Linked DNA regions of Zea mays: region 1 is linked to region 2. A link is a contact called in public Hi-C data. All regions are on one chromosome and are shown on one strand. Each heading gives the region's core, a stretch centred on a gene start, on an enhancer-like site or on the middle of the called end of the contact. The rest is flanking DNA. Distances are from core to core; before and after follow the strand shown. Region 1 holds the start of LOC100275493 (carbonic anhydrase). Region 2 holds the start of LOC100284692 (HD domain containing protein).

The links. Hi-C and Micro-C count contacts between places; a contact is called where the count stands out from the background.
Region 1: a contact with region 2 is called in a Hi-C map of tassel, with 2.9 times the contacts expected there. The contact joins the promoter of LOC100275493 here to the promoter of LOC100284692 in region 2. A contact is called at or near these places in 4 of 25 Hi-C or Micro-C datasets (bundle sheath, ear, endosperm and 1 more).

The regions. Positions count from the first base shown.
Region 1 is chr3:220,993,212-220,996,543 of Zm-B73-REFERENCE-NAM-5.0, forward strand. It overlaps LOC100275493 (carbonic anhydrase), which reads right to left and starts at 1,698. Exons shown (of 14, transcript NM_001153360.2): 1 at 1,534-1,698.
Region 2 is chr3:220,740,072-220,743,408 of Zm-B73-REFERENCE-NAM-5.0, forward strand. LOC100284692 (HD domain containing protein) reads right to left here and starts at 1,887. Exons shown (of 8, transcript NM_001157587.2): 1 at 1,449-1,887; 2 at 1,068-1,192; 3 at 927-964; 4 at 635-745; 5 at 461-540. The coding sequence starts at 1,712.

The DNA.
Region 1 (3,332 bases), core at 448-2,947, 250 kb after region 2:
GGCTTTTGTGGACAGGATTAGCGAGTTCTTCTGCAACTATAGATCGATGGGTGGTTGTGGTTGGGGCGATAAATTAAATCACTCCCTTTCTTCACCCGTACCAACCGTCGGGACCGTGCCCTGTTCTCTTCCAAACTTACTGGAGCTCATCCAATCATCAATCAACCAGCCAACACGAAATAAAGCCCATCCCCTCTGATTCAGTATGCAGAGGCAAATTTTTTGTTCCTCCAAAAAAGAATGCAGAAGAACTTCCTTTTTTTTCTCCCCCCTCAAAAATCTCTCTGTTAGGACTAGTTTGATAATTACATCTTTTTCAAAAGATTCTTATTTTCAAAAAAAAATGAACTAATTTACCTTAGGAAAATGAAAATCTCGTGGGAAAACGAGGTTCCCAAACTAGCACTTAGATATAGTTCCTTATTGCTATCTAAAAGACTTCGTCGTCCGACGGTGAAACAAAGCAAAATAACGCGACGCAGGAAATCATGGGAAGTTACACATGCATACATAGAAAGGTTAAACTGACGTCGATGGCCACTAGTAGTGGCGCCTTTTATTTGATGGTCGTCGGTTATTCAACTGCCTGGATATATATGCGTCATGGATCAAACGGAACTCAAAAGCCAAAAGACGCGGACGATTATTAGCTATCACTACACATGTCCATGACCCCACTGCATAAACTGGTCTTATCGCTTTAGGAAAAAGCCAGCCATATACTTTATTTCACGCGCGCTCGACGTCACTACTCCTCTTTCATTCAACTCGAGACTTTTTTTTTCTGGGTGGAATTCTGTTATACTGAAAGGATATATACGTAGTAGTTGCCTTCAAACTAGCACTATCGTTGGCCGTCATCTTTTTGGAAACACCTCCCTTCGGGAATATTCTATTGGAGATGGCTGACATGCGTATGTCGTCGGTAGCTACTAGCTGATGGGAAAATGATCTAAATTACTATCATCATCACTAGCTATTCCCTCCGTCAGAAATAGATGCATTATATATAGATCTAACGTATATATCAAACTGCCTTGAATTTGATTATAGATTTGACAGAAAGAATTAATTCAAACAAAAATTTATGTACAGTGTAGTGTGCCATATTTACGTACCATGAAATATATTTTTGATAGTACGCCTGTTTTGATGTTATATAAATGATATATAGCTAAATTTAAGGGAATTTAAGATGAAGCTAAGAGTGGCGTCTTCTTGGGATGTGCATTATACTTATATTACAGTCGGATTTTGATTGGGTTTCCAGAATATCCTGCATGCTTGGTCGTGTCCTCCTAGATAATGGGAGCAAGGACTTTTGGTTGCATGAGTGCATTTCGTGCCCAAAACAGCAAGGTCGTCAGTAGTGCCGACTAGTCAGTACTTGGTTATTAGAGCTGGATGAAGCGAAGGCGTACGTGGATAGAATATATAGAAACGAGGACATGCATGCTGTACAGTGCATGATGTGCTCGCTGTGCAGTGAGCCATGCATGCATTAATTGTCGTACTCCGTACGCACGTACGTACCACGACGGTGGCGGGGGCGGCGAAGACGGGGGCGTTCCGGATGAGCCTGGGCCTGGGGCGGCCGGAGCCGGAGCCGGAGGAGGAGGACGGCGCGGGGGTGGCGAGGCTGGCGACGATGCTGGATGTGGTGGCGCGGACGGGCAATGTGTACATTGATCGTGCGAGTGCCGCTTATCGTGCCCCCTGTACGCGCTGCCTCCTTATACACACGGGGCGCACGCGTGGCGACAAGGCCGTTACAGCCCCGCGGGCCGGGGGTGCGCATGTGTGGCGGCGGCGGTCCGCGAGCGCGGCGGCGTCGTGCGGCTCGCCTGCGCCGGTGGATGCGGGCCACTCGGCGCCTCATCCGCCAGCGCGCCACTCGCTGCCCTCCCCTCCCCCCCTCGCGCGCGAGATGGAACAGGACAGGACAGGACAGGGCTCGGGATAACGCGCGGCGGCACCGTGTGGCCGACGGGCGCGCGCCGGATGCACATCCGCGCGCGTCCTGGTCTGGACCACACGGGCGCGCGCGCGCGGCCGGGGGCAGGGGAAGCGGGAAATGATGAAACGCGCGGCGTCGGAGAAACGCTAGCTGGCCTGTGCGTGTCGCGCTCTCTCGCCGGATCACCGCCGTATCTAGTGGAGGTGCAGTTTGTGTGGACGCGATGCTACTGCGGCGAGGGAGCGTTGGCACCTTGCGTGCGGTGGCACAGGAGATGTGGACATGGAAGGAGAACGCGAGCAGAAGAAAACGAGGGGGCTTGCCTGCCGTAACGCCCAGACAAGGGCGGAGAAAGCGAGCTGTGTAGACTGTTGTTCTTGGCTACGAGAGAGACGTGCTTACTCTACTGCGCGTGTAATCTGTGATGCCAGCCCGGTGGTAAAAGAAAAGAAAAGAAAAAGGATTCTGAATCCTCTTTGCGGCATCACCGTTGCCCCGGCCTCATCTGCGGTCTCCCTGACCCTGCTATGGACTGGTGGTTGGCACTTGGCATGCAATGCAGGGACGCCGAGCGTTACAGACACAGTTGGGTGGGCCGTGGGCCTGCCAGCGATCAGGTGCTCCTTTTTTTTTTTCTTTAGCAGGAAAAGAACAGGGCGCTCTGCCATTGCACGCGAAAAGGCTACAGCAAAGTTTACACGGCGCCACGGCGGTTTAAAGAGTTCCCAGAAAAACAGAAAACAAAAGGAGGGGCAAAAAACTTAAAAACGGAGATGAAAAGGCTGCACCACAGTTGCCGTCAGCACTTTGGCTTTGCGCACAGATTAGTTATCTCTATGGTGTGGCTCTATATAGTAGAAAGTCTTGTTGAATTAAACCTGCTACCTGTGCTGCGTTTTGTTGTCAAAAGTTCTAGGCATCATTCATCATCACGTTGGGTGCAAGATGTGGCTGCCGTCGTTTGTTGATCACCGGGGAGGATGGTTCGGTGGTGCTGTCAGATCTAACGCATGGTTGGTCACTGGGCCAGCAGTGCCCAGTGGCAACTGGCAAGGCAGCACGTACACGAGGTGGACTTGGAGGTTGAGAGTTGAGACGCGTCGTCGAAATGCTAGCTCTGCTAGTCTCTGGTTCAGGATCGATAATAATAAGCTTCCGAGTGAAGAGGAAACTGTGTGCCAACACTGTTATGAATTCAGCCCATGGGCTGGTTGGGCAACCAAAAGCCTCGGAGGCCTGCTGACATGGGCGGGGCCAGGCCGTTAGGCGTTAGCCTATGCGCAGATTGGCTGGCTGCTCATGTACAAAGTGTCCCCCAGTGGGGTAACTGGGTACTGGGCTAATTGAGCTTGAAATGTCGTTCGAAAACCTGGTT
Region 2 (3,337 bases), core at 637-3,136:
CTCCTCCCTGCGTGCCCTGTGCTCGCCGCTCGCGGCTGCTGCTCGCCTGCTCGCGGCTGCTGCTCGCTGGGCGCGCGGCTGGCTGGCTGCTCCCCCTCCCTGGGCGCCCCTCACTGGTAGATTGGTAGACTGGTAGGTCCTCCTCCCCTGCTTTCTCTCAGGTGTCAAGACTCAAGAATGATGTTCCTCCTCCCCTGCTTTCCCTGCCCCCTGTAACAGCTGTTTGGTTGCTTGGTATTTGACTAGTAAGGCGTCGCCTAGGCGTTCAGGCGGTGGCTGAGCGCCTAGTTCCGCCTAGCCGCCTTTAAAACCATGTAATCTACCAAGATTGGTAAATCTGACGGATCTGCTAAGTAAAAAAAAACATATACATAGCTACAACTAGCAGTCATGATGATCAGACACTGGAAAGACAAATAACAATAATAAAAGAACATTATAGAAACAATTGCCTTCTTACTTTATCAAAATCTTTTACAAGATTGGCTTCAATAGAAGAATTGTTCTCATATTCTTCCCACAACTCTTTAATCTCATCAGCTGCAAAACAAAAGTATTATAGATAAATAGTTCGTCTTTTGGTGTTGGAAGTTTCTACATGATCTGACATTTAAGATAGAAAATGTGCACCCACCAGCTGGCCCACCACCAAGAACTTGGCACATTTCATCTAGTGCTGCTTGTTCGCGCCGGCTTTTTTCAGCCTTAGGTATACCATCCGATGGGGTAATGTCACCAACAATAGCTATTAAACAAAGAATTTTAAATATTTGACTAATTTACTAAAGGGATTTGTGGATGAAATAAGCATTTAAGCTAATAAAGTATTCGCAGGTGAAGTGTAGTTTTCATGATCAGATAAGTGCATTGGACATACAAGACACCAACAATTTGTGTACTGCATGGCACACATGACCTTGACCTACCTTCTGCAATGTCATGCACAATAGCAATTTTGATACACCTGATTAAAGAATGATGGTCAACACCAAGCAGAAAACTAAGATATGACAAAGGCTAAAGCATAACGAAACAATAAAGCGAAAGATTAATTTGAAGAGATGGACCTTTCTCGATCCACAGCAGGCAGATCACCAGCAATCAGAGCCATCAAGGCCATTCGGTACATGTGATCAGCAATGGACTCAGGGCCCTTGATGCTATGGTTTATCCATCCTTTCCTTTTGGTGGTCTAAAGAATAAACAAAAGGAATAGGCACCAGAATCATGTGATATGATGGACCTAAGCATCAAAGAAATTAGGGGCATGAATGAATTGATCCAAATCATTGCACATGCACAAGGCGGTGCAGCCACTTTTACTTTCTGTGTGCACTTTAGAATTTCTTACAAATATTGTGAGCATCTCCGGTGTGACCCTAGCGGCCTTGGAACAACATATCAGGGGACGACTGATTAGTACGAGCATGATTAGTAGTATCTTGTACCTTGAGGCGGTGACACAGGGTGAGGAAATCGATGGCCGAGGCGGCCGACGACGGCACTGAGGTCGGTGCCACGGTCGCGGCGTCCTCCGGCGGTGGCGGCCGCCTGGGAACGGGCGATCCGCCAGGTACAGGTCCCCCAGAGACGGCGGTGACGACCAGGGCGAGGCGGCGCGGCGTGCGCTCGACGGGGAGGATGCGCTGCGGGGTGCGGCGCAGGAGGCCACGCGCCGCGGGTTGGGAGGGAAACCGCGAGCTCACCGCCATGGTGAGAGCTCCGGTAGACGGTGAGAGCTAGGCTCTGGATCGGAAAGGTCAGAGATCAACGGCGGCGGCTCTGCGCCTCTCTTTGCTTTTGGGGAACAGGCGGACACCAGACGGCGGACAGGCTGGGTGGGCAGGAGCGCGAGAGGCGAGGTGGGACCGTGGGAGTGGGATCGGGTCGGACGCCAGTCTCTGCAGCTTGCACACAGCATCTCTTTTCTCTTGTGAGCATCCGACCGTCGGAACGACCGTACTACCAAACACAGATGAACGACGCCGGCCGGGCTGTGCTAGAGATGGCCAAACGGGCCGCCCGGCCCGGCCCGGCCCGGGCCCGGTGAAACCCGGCCAAAAACCGGGCTGGGTCTGCTGAGCCAGCGGGCTTAATTTTCTGTCCAAGCCCGGCCCGCAGCGGGCCTAAACGGGCCGGGCCGGCCCGTTTAGCACGAAAAAACGGGCCAAAAAAACGGGTTAAACGGGCCGGTAAGCACGTTTTAGTGTAAAAAACGGGCTTGACGGGCTTAGAGGTAAACGGGTCGTGCCGGGCTAGCCCGCCGTGCCTAGTTTCTTGTCAAAGCCCGCCCGCTTATTCTACCGTGTCGGGCTCGGACCGGGCCCAAAAAGCGGGCTTCATGCCGGGCTCATGGGCCTCGTGCTTTTTGGCCATCTATAGTGCTGACTGACTACTGTAACAATATTTATTAAAAAAGCTATAGTTTTACAATATTATAGTTTACTATTGTCATAATAATATCGTAGTTTTGGCAACTCAAAAAACATTGTTTAATATAATATTGTAAACTATGATATTAAACAAAGAAAGCAATGCCATGGAATTTTTTGGACCGGAGTTTCCAATAACTAAAAATATCTTGGTATCTAAAATATCATGTATTTGCAAAACATGTTTTTATGAACATAACCAAATAGCTTATGACATAAAATATTACGATATTACTCAAAACATAGTATTGCATAAAAAATCTAGAAATACTTCACTCCATAGGTCCTAGAAGATTTCAGTCACATGATTGGTGCATAAAAAATGTTTAGTAGTATAAATTCACGTATAGTTCTATCAATTCATATTTATTTGTATAAATTCATGTTTAATTGTATAAATTCGTGTATAATTCTATAAATTCATATTTATTCGTATAAATTTTTAATTCTATGAATTCATATTTATTTGTATCAATCCATGTTTAATTCTATACATTAACGTATAATTTCATAAATTTATGTTTATTTGTATAAATTCATGTATAGTTCTATAAATACGTGTTTGTTTGTATAAATTTATGTTTAATTATATACATTTATGTTTAATTAAATAAATCCATGTTTTTTAAAAATATGTTTTTATAATTTATGTTTGATTCTAAAATTCATGATGTGTATTGCTACGGTTTCCATGTTCTGCGGTTTCTATATATCACATATTCTAAAAAATATGTGTTCTATTGGTTAGCAGGTTAGGTGAGTGTGAACGTGAAGGCGTGAAGCTAACAACCAAGGTTTAAATCCTCGTTTGCGCATAAGTTTATCCTATTTTTTTGCATAAAATGGGAAGAGAAGAGGTAATACACGGCGACGGTCAAACCGCGGAGATTTGAACAACAGCATAA